Linked DNA regions of Anas platyrhynchos: region 2 is linked to region 1. Evidence: chromatin contacts called from public Hi-C data. All regions are on one chromosome and are shown on one strand. The core of a region is the stretch at or near the end of the contact, and the rest is flanking DNA. Distances in the headings are between cores, read along the strand shown. Region 1 has its middle 59 kb from the start of EGFL6. Region 2 holds the start of TMSB4X (thymosin beta 4 X-linked).

The links. A called contact is a pair of places that touch in the nucleus more often than the background predicts.
Region 2: a contact with region 1 is called in a Hi-C map of F1 follicle, with 4 times the contacts expected there. The contact joins the promoter of TMSB4X here to the enhancer-like site in region 1. A contact is called at or near these places in 7 of 8 Hi-C or Micro-C datasets (F1 follicle, F5 follicle, liver and 2 more).

What each region holds. Positions count from the first base shown.
Region 1 is chr1:129,746,442-129,752,290 of IASCAAS_PekinDuck_T2T, reverse strand. No RefSeq gene overlaps it. Among named protein-coding and RNA genes, the nearest start is that of EGFL6, 59 kb to the right of the region's middle. Within about 2 kb of position 2,935, at least 2 of the 8 cell types and tissues checked have an H3K27ac peak or open chromatin away from gene starts, as enhancers often do. A contact at or near this core is called in subcutaneous adipose tissue, where this site is marked.
Region 2 is chr1:130,006,842-130,012,843 of IASCAAS_PekinDuck_T2T, reverse strand. TMSB4X (thymosin beta 4 X-linked) reads left to right here and starts at 4,534. Exons shown (of 3, transcript XM_027448256.3): 1 at 4,534-4,655; 2 at 5,296-5,409; 3 at 5,691-6,002. The coding sequence starts at 5,310. The coding sequence ends at 5,725.

The sequences.
Region 1 (5,849 bases), core at 1,686-4,185:
ATCCATTTGCAGCTAGCAGGGTCTAGAAATTATTACCATCATAGGGGCACTGAGTGAAACGAGTTGGTTGTCTCAGGACAGCTGCCTAGACCACACAGCCCAGCCCCGCAATTATTGCCCAACACTTATTGCTCTCCCAGGCTCCAGCTATGGCTGCTCAATAACCATCCGCATGGCCTGAAGCTCTGAGGGCCACCAGGCACACACTGCTGCTTTCTGTTTCACACAATGACAGGCATGTTCACCCACTGCGAAAGAGACAAAGACCTTCTCATGTCCCCTTTGTTCCTCAGTTCTTTCTTCCCTTAAGACAGATCTGCAAGAAATGTTGTCCACACTCGTCTGTAATTTCTCCACTTCTGCCAAGCCCAAGCACTGAAAAGTGATTGGCCATGGCACAAAAATCATGAGCATAAAGAAGCATATTCCATTTTACATTGTTCAGTTCTCTTTTGATTTTTGCATTTGGTTCATATTTATATTTTCAATTTCTTTTTTTCTTTTTTCTTTTTTTCTCTTTCTTAAGGAACTCTGAGATGCTAGCATTCATACAGATCCAGAAGCACAGCCTTCAAGGAATATTTCGAGCACTGTGACGCCTTCTTCATAAAAAAATAGGAGCTGGCAACACTCCGTCCTAGTGCTGATTTAGCACAATACTCCTCGCATTCCAGGCACAGCGTAAATGTCAGTAACTGATTCCCAGTGGAGCTTAGAGGAGGTTAGTAGGATGGAGAATCAACTGTAACACGCTTGGTTCAGGGCCAAGGAGACTAGTATCGGGTCTTTGTTTATCGCAAGTCTCACAAAAAGCTGCAGCCTCCATTGCTTCTCACCCCTCCTTTCAGAGGCTGTTGGAGGCCAAGTCGTTGTGCTCTCCAGGAGAGCATAAAGATCCCTTGATCATTTCACAAAAAAATATGTCACACTTTTTGTTTTGACTCTGAAAGTTAATTTTCCTCTTTGTGCTATTATCTACCCTACAAGAGGATTAATTTAAAAGATTATGGCAAAGAACGTTGTGTCTTCAGGACATGAATTTCTTCTTGTCTTTTCACATATGCCATTCAACTTACTGGCCCATTATCTGTTTCCTCCATGTCCTTGTGCTTCCTATATTTCCAGGATGCCCACTGCAGCTTCCCCGAGTAGCTGGCCACCAGCCAGGACCACAGCAATTGGCTGCATCAATCACTTCAGCAGGTTAATCACACCCTTCCCCTGATTTTCCCCGCTATATCAAGGAAATGGCCTGCAGTTTTCACAGACGACACATTCAAGAATGAAAACCTGCACAGTCAAGCTGTAACAGAGTACTGCTGGACCACCCTACACACCAGCCTGCCATCAGAGAGCACTGCAGCAACACAGCAGGGCAGCAAACCCACTCCTGCTCGTCCCACTCCAGCTCTCCTCTGACTTCAAGCCCTGCAAGCCATTCACTGGAAGCTTTGGCTGACTTTGGAGCATCTCAAGTAGGCAAAATATTTTATCTCCCTTTTGACACCAGAGGCACACGCAGGGCTAAACTTATAAAAGGTTTCAGGCACTGGACCCTAGGAATGGATGTCAGTCTAAAAAAATTTACACAGGGCTAAGCACTTGGAAATTTAGTTTCATAACATGCAACACCCAGCAACCAAAAGCAGAGTGAAAAGAAGGATGCAAACCCAGAAGAACTTTTCTGCTGCCGTGCTAGAGGTGACAATACAGAAGAAAGATTCTTGACAGTAAGTCTACAAATGCACTTGGATACCTGTTATCCCTTCGCAACGCATGTCTTTACTTTCTAAAAAGGAGGAGCTGCTGCAATTCATCTTTAAGCTCCTTGTGCTCAGCCAAGCCAAACGGCACTCAGAACACCTCTCGGTGCAGGAGGCATACCTTGGCTGCCACATCCCAAGTGGTTATTAACTCTGTTGCATAAAGTGAAGGAAACAAGACAACATTTAACCCTGCTGAAACTTGGCAAGATTCACAGAAACAGAAAGAGCATCTATTATCAGCAAATCTGCTGCTGTAACCTGCGAAGAACTGTGTTAATGGGCTCCAGTCCCTGATCACAGGACTGTGGGTGTATTTACTTATTGGAAAAGATAATGGAAACAAACGTCTAAGGCAATATATGGATTTTTTTAGAGATCACATTCACAGAGTTAAGTGTCTACAGTGAAATTTAAGCCTCGTGTCTGAGCCTCAGTCAATAATGGGCCTTGTATTTGACACTGTATTACACATGAAGTATGCATTAATGGGTGTTTATGTGCTCCCTAAATGCTTGAACAAACGTCTGAGCCAAAGTGGTTAGAATCCGTGGTTTTTCAATGTGGTACCCTGTTTAGAATAATTATTTCAGGGTGATCCCAAACTGAATATTTTTACTGGCCTTTTCAATAAATGCAAAGAACAAGATTCCTAAGGGAGTTACATGATGCTCAAAATGCTGAGGTATCGGTAATGCCATTTCATAGGATTCGGGAGACTTTGGTTTATTTTTTTTCTGCTGCTTGACAGCTGAACTGGGGTAATCAACCCTTGCTGATTTGAACAAAACAAACAAAAATCAACCTCACTCTTGGAGTATAGATTCTTCTTCTTACCTAGTTTGACCTAAACTGCTTTCCTTTTCGAGACCCACTTATTGCTTATAATAACAGATTTTTTTATTGTAGCAGAACTGCTTGAAGCACTATTCCTGCTTCTAATAAAATAAAGCTTTAAATATAGCAGATTATTTTCTCCACCCTGTCTGACATGAGCTATAATCAGATTTTGTTTCTCCCTTTCATGAACACCATCTGTTTGTAACCATTAAAATCCATTCTCTATGCTGAAGAGATGGGAATTCAGAGGGATGTGTTCAGCCACTGTCCAAACAGTACCGTCATTCCTAAGGGATCCATTACAGTCTGACACACCCAAGTATTTATGAGCCATAAACCGCCTGCCTAAAATGGCGATTCATCACCGGGCATGGGAGACACTGACAATGACAGAGCATGTTGTAGCTGCGAAAGAGAGGGAGGAAGGTTTTAGGAAGATCTTTTCAACCAGCAGTGTTATATAGCATCAATATTTTCCCGCTATGGCACCTCGTTTCCAAGCCATTTGCTTTGACAATTCTCACAGACAATGTTAAATCAACAGACGTCTTGGAACTGGACCCCAAATGAAACAGTTACGAGGTCACTGTTTTTTGGCATCATCTGCTCTGGACTCAGTGCTCGCTTGGTGTCAAAGCAGAGCATCCTGCTGCTTTCCCTGCTGCAATGCTCACTTCAGGGCTGACTGAGGGACAGGGGGCAGATCCTGCACCAGCACGACTGAGCACCCTTCTCTTCACATCCAGGTGCAATCTGAGCAAAAGGCCACGCTCTTCTGATTCCTACAAACTTCTTTTGCCTCGTATCTCTGAGGCAGATTGTATCCCCACATTACAAAACTGATGCTGTTAAAAAACTGATGAAAGAAACATCACTGTCTAATGGAAATGAGGAAGTCAGACAAGGCAGCAAATGGGGTTTTTCAACTGAGATGTAATACAGACAGATAAATTCAAGACTTTTGCTCCATAAGGCAGGTGGAGCCTATCACATAGTTCTCACACCCACATGAGAAACTGCATAAGAGAACAAAGAAAAGGAAATACAAATGCTGGTGAGAGAATGTAAGTGCAAAGACTGTCTCATATAAAAACTGCCTCTGAACACTTCTTGAACTTTTTTAACAGACTACTGTCAAATTTAGATGGAATTTATATACTGACACCCCAAAAATCACTACTACTACTATAGGAGCCATTTAATTCTTATACTTGCCAGGCTAAATTTCTATCTCAGTGTTTACAGCCCTTTGGAGATTTACAGATGAGCCTCCTGCTGCTTTGGTTCCCCAGGGGATATGAGCTGACAGACATGAACACTGAACACCAGCACACACCACTGGCAGCATTTTGTTACATGAAAAGCACGGCAGACACAGTTCTGTTTCAACCAGGGAAAAATAAATAAATAAATAAATACATGTTTTTAAAAATAAATAAAATAAGGACAAAGGGCAATCTGGAGCATGTGTTCTTAATTCCGGTCCCAGATCTAATAACAATTATGCATCAAATCAGACACAGATAGACACTTGGTACTGAGACCGTGCTCCCCATTCCTGGCTAAATGATTTCAACAATATGGCCTGCTGTGCTCAGTTTATACCTTACAGAAAGCAGCTGTTTGCAGCACTCACAAGAAACACGCAGCTTGTGAATTTAGGTTAAATTCTAACAGATACCAGAATTTTTCTCTATTCTTGGGTTCATGAGCCTCATGGACTAAGGAGGAAAGGCAGGCCTCTACGTCAGCTTGGTAGCTTTTGCCTGAGTACTACACGAGATCAAAAATCTGAACGCAGACGAGCCTTAGTAAAGAACGGCAATTCCACTCCCAAACACGGCCGACTCTCAGCCTTTCTCTGCTGTGTGGAGGGATTGAAAAGGAAATAATACCAACTTCCACAGTTTGGGTCTAGCTCTAAAATTGCTCTGTTCCAGTTATTTAGAGGATTGGGCTTGACCCACCTATTAATGAGGCTGCTGACTGAACAGCTTAGGTAACGGGGAAAAGATTACAGCGTGCACCAATCTTAACCTACAACTCAAGGGCAGAGCGTGTTGTATCAATAGAAATCAGCAGTTTAAAAATGCAGCACCTCACAAAACACGGTAAGTATTTGCGGCTAGGGGCTTCAGCCAAAGGGTAAACAAGGGCCTGAAGAAGGCAGCCAGGCTGAGCCCCTCACATTTGGGCAAGACCTGGCGGCCCCGCTGCCCCAGGGCAGGGCAGGGCTGGGCAGGGCAGGGCGTTAAACCCGGCCCCGGCTCGCTCCAGCCTCAGGCCTCGGCCCCGGGCCCCGGCCTTGGTCGCCCCCTGCTGTCCTGCTGCGGAGCCAGGCCCGGGGGCTGGCTGGGCACAAATTCTGGCTCCTTTTGTCCGTGCAAGGGATCCTGAGCTCCTCAAACACACGCTTCTGGAGGAGGGGAAGCTTTTATTTTATTTTTTTTTCTGAAATTAAGGCTTTTTTTTTTTTTTTAATACGTCAGCTGTACCTCTGTTCATCTTGCTGGCTTTATGAAGGAGGGCATAAGATAAAGATAACAGGCTGCCTTCGTCCCTGATATGCACGTAGTGAAATCAGATGCATTGAATTTTATGCAGAAGGTTGGCAGAACTTTAAATAAAGGCAAGATGCCCTTTCCTGGAGGATGCTGAAACAGTGAATCTGGTCTGAACTTCAGATTCCCAGCTACCAGCAAAACCTAGTTTTCCTTTCCAGACATTTCCTCTGTACTGACTGAGAAGCCCTCAACAAAGAGCACCAAGATTCTATGGAGAAAACAAAACAAAACAACAACAACAACAAAAAAGAAAACACCACTTTTTTCTGTAAATAAAAACATCTTAAAAAGACTCCGAGCTTCAGTTCAGAATTAAGCTTTGAATATTCACATCTCACTTTGCTATTTAGGCTGCAAAACATCCTCCTCCATCTCAGAGAGCAAGAGGTGCCATCTCCTTCCTACTGGGAAGAGCACTTGGGTTAAGCCCAATGTCCTGGTGCCACTTCAGCAGGGGACCTGGGAAGGGCTGGCAACTCTCCCCCAGCTAAGCAAACACAGGGATCTCCTCTTGCGAAGGGAAAATGGGAAAATCAGAAGTGCAGCCTTTCCCATGCCCTTATCTTTCTGTATGCCTAGCCTATGATGAAGACAAGCTACACACATGCAACTGCAAGATGGAGCACGAAAGCATTTTTCTGTGCAGCCACATATGTCAAGGACACAGTTTTAGAGAAATTGT
Region 2 (6,002 bases), core at 3,285-5,784, 260 kb before region 1:
AATTAGCAAAACAGCCATTTTTTTCTAGAGATAGCTTTCAGCCTTAGCTCTTACACATAGATCTGGTAGCAAAAAAATGCAGACAAAGGAGGTGGTTTGGACACTTTTAGTCCACAGACCTTTGCAAAGCAGCCCCAGTGAAATGCGTAAGACAAATAACCAAAAGCTTGGTGGTTCCCTGCAGATTTAAAGAAATCTTTCTGTGGGCTGGAAACATAATAGCTTCCTCTCAATTTATTAAAAATTTCCAAATACAATGAGAGTAACTTCTTAGCATCCCCCCAAAGCTGGAAACCACAGCTGAAGGCTTCCTCATCTTGTTGGCTTTGTTATTGGCTGTATGCATGCAGCCTTCGCTCGGTTTCAGATAGCCTAGACCCCAAACTGCAGTTTTGCTACAGCTTCTGCATGTGTTAAAAGTGAGACTCAGTGCTCTTCCTTTATTGTTCATGGGTGTAAGGAAGGCAGGGGAACCAGATTCAGGCAGATTGGTGTGGGAGAGGAGCATCTGCTGCTCTGGGGTATTTAGCTTCCTGTGCAGCAATCTGAGCTTCCCAGGCTGGCTTCTCCTCTCCCACAAGCACCACTTGCTTGAAGTCCTGACCTGTTGCAAAATTCCCTTTGTCAAGCGCAGTAGAAAAAGGAAATGCCACAATTTGTAAAGCTGAGAAGTGCCACTATCTGTCCTGCTAGAACAGACATTTTGCAATTCCTCTTCTGAAAGCTTTGGGGGGATGGGAAGGCTCTCGCTTTACACATTCTGCTCCATGAATTGATTTTTGTTATTTTTTTTTGATTTTTTGTCAATAGCATTTCGTGGAAAGTGACACAAAACAAATGTTGTGCTCTGCCATTGGACCAACTGAACACCCAAACCCCAATGTTACCATAAAGCCACTTCTGCCGCTGGCAGTGAGGTAGTGCAGCCAGAAACTACAAAAAGTGATTGTCTCCTCCTCACTTGCACTCTCGGGATTTCTGCCAGCTCGAGTTTCCTCTAACGGTATATGGAGTGAGAGAAAGCATTCTCTCTCAGAGAGTCAAGCCTGTGAAAATAAGATTTCACATGTGAAACTGAGGCCTGGAAAACAATCACTTGGCTTCTCTTCCTCTAATTTATTTTCCATATGATAGAAAAATTTGCATACAGTTTATTTTTATCTTAAAAGTCATCTGATGTGCCGGGGATCCCATTATGAATAATAAGCTGGTACGGGAATTAATTTTGGGTGCTTTATCACACAGGCATTTTGTGTCCCCTCAATTACTTTTTTTTTTTTTTTTTTTTAACAAATGCAGAGACTGTATGAAAGAACTAGCACAAGGTTAGATTTGTGTTCCTGATCATGTTTCAAAACATTCTTCAGTCAGAGCTCAAGCAAAAGCTCAAGTCAATTTTAGATACAAACACTTTTACTGACATCAATTAATATCTGATTAAGCCCCTCTGTTGCATGCCCTCAAGCAAGTCTTTTATTATCTCAGTCTCACAGTCTGACAAATGGGAATAGTTTATACTTACCTGGAAAAGGAGTGTTGATCTTTTTACAAGGCTTCAAACATGGCCAAACAAACGAGACATAAGAACTATGGTTTACCACGTGCTGTTCCCACTCCATGACTTTCCGATAATGCAAGAAAGAACTTGCTGCCTTGACATAGAGCAGCCCCTCAATGTTTTCAGCTGAAAACTGTTAGCAAGAGTCCAAATTCCTTCTTGCAAATGAGATCAGCAATCTGCTGAAAAGTGCTCTCCTTTAACATGCAGATGGCTAAGAGAGCTCATGCCTAGAAGGGTACCACTACCTCACCAAATATTTGGTGACTGTAATTTTTTTCTAAATAATAGCAATAAGAAACTGGTGACATACAAAAAAAAAAGTAACAAATGTAGAAGCCCATCAATATCCAAAATAAGAACTCATCCTTTATGTGGCTTATGCTATGTGGCCTAGCAAATGTGCTAAGGATGTCGGCTTTGCCACATCCAAGTGCGCTGCGGTGTTTGTTATCCCCAGGTGCCATTTGGCATGGGGCAGTCTTACATGACCATGAATCTTCCTCACATTCTCCATACAGCAACAAAAAGAAGCAGGCATAAAGAGACATATACACAAATATGCAATTTCTGTAATTATACCACTAACACTAAATGAGTGAGCATTTACTTTTACAGAAATTAGCCTATGTCCTGCCAGGGAAATGAAATGCCTACATTATGCTCCAGTGGAACAATACAGCCCTCATACACATAGCAAGGTACACACAGCATTTCCAAGATGCTGTGCCTATCTCAGTGATAATCCACTGAAAGGGAAATACAGGAAGGCAGAGAAGCAGCAGAAGTGTAAACCTTTTATTTGTCTCTGTCTCGCAGGACTGTAATTGAATCTAAACTCAGCAGTGAGGCCTGGTTCACACAAATCAGCGACGCTCCATTGAAGTGTGTGGATCACACTCATTTAAGAGATCTATGGCTCTGTCCCAAAATGACTAGTGCTACCACTGGACAGGCTGCTTCTGGAAAATCTGACCCCAGTCCCACAGACACCCACCATTCTGCAACGTCAGGAGGGCATTTACTGCACTCAGGTCAGGGCAATATTGATGTGCTCAGACACGTGCATGAGTGATTGCAGTAGCCACAGAGGAGACAAACTCTAAAGAATGTTTATATTGATTTACCATCACTTAAGAGGCCAAAAAATCTTCAGCGAAACCAAAAAGTCTGAAGCTGTAACATCATTGGTGATGCTGATAATTGGGGAGATTTCACAATTCCCAGTCACATGGTTCAGTGCTCAAATGTGTCAAAGCAAAAGGCCATAAACTCATTTTGAGGAACTTGCTCAAAAGCTAGCTAGTAAATTTAGCCTGTTTCCAACACAGAAGATCCCTCTGCCATGTTTTTAATGCTGTTATTATGAAAATCTGTGAATACTCTCAAACTATATGCTGTGTTCCTTGCTATTTCTTTCCTCAGTGATTCCTTTGGCCATTGGTCTTGCACCACTCCTGGCTTATAGGAGTTACCATCTCTCTCAGCAATAGACTCTGTTCTTCCAGTTTTTGAGGCTGTCATGGACCGGGGGAATAAAGCGGAGTTTATACACTGCACCACCAAAAGTGAAGGAGCTTGGCTGTAGGAGGACTCTGGGTGGACTGGAAATCTTCATTCACTACAGTGAAGTATTATTGGAATCGCCATGGGGACAGGATTTTACCCCCGTGACCATACATCTGGAAACGTTAGGAAAAATGGCTGGCCAAGGGGGAGAGGACAGCCGCGGAGCAGAGGAAGCAGCAGCATCCCCGGAGGAGCTGACTGCAATGCATTTACAGCTCTCCTGGCATACATTAATAGGGTCCGTGAGCCATGGCTTCTGCTTCGCCACCAGCCACGCTCGCATCAGATGCAGTGCTGGAGGGCAGGGCTCAGTGAGCGAAGGGCCACACGGGTGCCGAGCAGATGTCCCCAAAGCAGCAGCAATTCATTCCCACGGGCTCCCACGAGCCAGCCCCACCTCGCACCTCCCCTCGCCGAGCCGCTGCCAGACAAAGACGCGGGGATGTCCCCAACTTGTTGCCACCCTGCCACGCACCCCCCACGGATAATTCAGTTTATTACCCAGCGCTGCAAAAGCACAAACCACAGCCACCCGTGCGCCCCCAGCCAGCCGCCTTACACCGCTTTTAGGGCGGCTGGCGGCTCGCAGCTCGCCGGCTCGGGTCCCCTTGCGGCACGCTGGGGACATTTGGTGCTACGGCGAGGGGGGGGGGGGGGCGGTCAGGCTGGCCGGGGCGATGCCCCCCGGCTGCGACCCACGGGGCCCGGCAGATGCCGGGTGGGGCGGCTCCTGGCCCGGCTATTGTCTGCTGGCCCGGCACGGCTCGGCACGGCCGTGCTCGCTTGCTCTTCTTTGCAGCAGGCTCGCAAGGACAGCGATGGGGTTTTTCTCTCCCTGCAGCCGGAGGTTGGGGGAGGGAGGGGAGGCTCCCGGAGCTCGTAAAGGACCGAGAGGTTCGCGTTCGCCTCCGAAATGAGGAAATCCGAGTAACACCACCAGCCGGCTGATATTGCCCAACCCGCGGGAGAGGGGCACCCCGGGGGCTGAGGGAAAAGCTCCCCAAATCTCCCACCCGGCCCCAGCCCCGGTCCCAGCCCCATTCCCGGTCCCTGCCCTGTTCCTGGTCCCTGCTCCAGCCCCGGTCCCGCTCCCGGCGTCGGGGCAGGGCGGGGGCCGGGGAGCTGCGGGCAGCGGCCGCCCCCCCAGGGGCGCCCCCCCCCCGAGGTCCGGGGCGGTCGTGGGGGGTGTGTGTCTGTCTGTCCGTCTGTATGTGTGCGTGTGTGTGTGTGTGTATGTGTATGTGTGTGTGTGTGTGTGAGTGTGTGTGTGTGCTGGGGGAGGGAGGGCTGGGCGCTGGGGGAGGGAGGGGAAGGAAGCAAAAGCGGAGGGGGGGCGGGGGGGAGAAGAAAAAAAAAAAAAAAAGAGAGAAAAAGGCGGAAAGCGGCAAAATGGTTAGCTGATGACATCACCTCCATTTGCATAGGCACAGGGATAAAACCGCCCCGCCAGCGAGCGCCCTTTATACTGGCGTGCGGAGCGGCGGCGGCAGCGAGCGGCGGGGCTGAGCATCACCGCGCGGCGACACCGGTGGGTCCCGCCGCCCCCCCGGCCCCGGCAAGGCCACCCAGGGGCCCTGGACGGTGCCCCCCCCTCCGGGGGGGGACCGCGGGCAGGGCAGGGCAGGGCGCGGGGGCTATTGTCCGGGGGGGGCTATTGTCTGGGGGGGCTATTGTCTCGCAGACGAGCCGCTGCAGGGCGGTGGCGTACGACCCGCCAGCCGCCTTCGTTGCAGCCCGGCGGCTTTAGTTTAAAATTATTATTTTTTATTTTTTTTTAAATTTTATTTCCTTATCGAGTTTAAAACCAGGCGGGCGCCGGGCGCTGCCCTTCTATTGTGCTCCACAGCCTGCAGATCCTGGGAGCTGCCACCGGCTGGGGCTGGCGGCGAGCTGCAAGCAGCTGGGATGCTGGACTGTTGGCTTTTTTTTTTTTTTTTTTCTTATTCGTATTTATTTTTATTTATTACACGCCGGGGATTAAGCGCCTGAATTTCGGCGTGCGTGGAGTTTTCGGCTCCAGCGGCGGCGCCCCCCCGGTGGATGCCGCTGGCCGCCTTCGGGGCGCGGCCCCGCTGGGGTCGGGGGGGACCTTGGGGAGGGTCGAGGGGGGTCCAGGCGGGTCCGGGAGCCCCGTCCGGGGGTAACGGGCTCTTCCCTTGTGCGCGCAGATTCACCTGCCAACATGTCCGACAAACCAGACATGGCCGAGATCGAGAAATTTGACAAGTCCAAATTGAAGAAGACAGAGACGCAAGAGAAAAATCCCCTGCCTTCAAAAGAAAGTGAGTAGGGGGGGGCAGTGGGGGGAGTAGGGGGGTGGGGTGAGGCGGGGAGGAGACAAAGAGGGGCGGCGGGCGCGGGACCGGGCGGCGCGAGGGGGGATGCGCGGCTCTGCCCAGCCCGAACCCCCCCCTCGGCACCGGGTAGCCCTTCTTGGGGATCCATTGGGGTTTCCATTTTGATAAATGCCCCTTCACGAGCCATAGAAACTGACCGACGGGTACGTTTTTTAGGTTCACGATCTTTATTGCTCCTTTTCTGTTTTTCTTTTCCCCCCTTTTAGCAATTGAACAGGAGAAGCAAGCGGGTGAATCGTAATGAAATCTGCCCTTCCAAATTATGCACTGTACATTCCACAAGCATTGCCTTCTTATTTTACTTCTTTTAGCTGTTTAACTTTGTAAGATGCAAAGAGGTTGGATAAAGTTTAAAATGACTGTACTGCCCCTTTCACATCAAAAGAATAGAGAGAACTACTGACACTGAATGAAGGCGCTGCCTTTCCCTCTGCCTGTCTGGCTTTGGTCCTGGTGGCATGAAAGAGCTTGCATGTTGATGAAAGAAGAACTTGGGTGGGACTACAGTAAACTAGAGT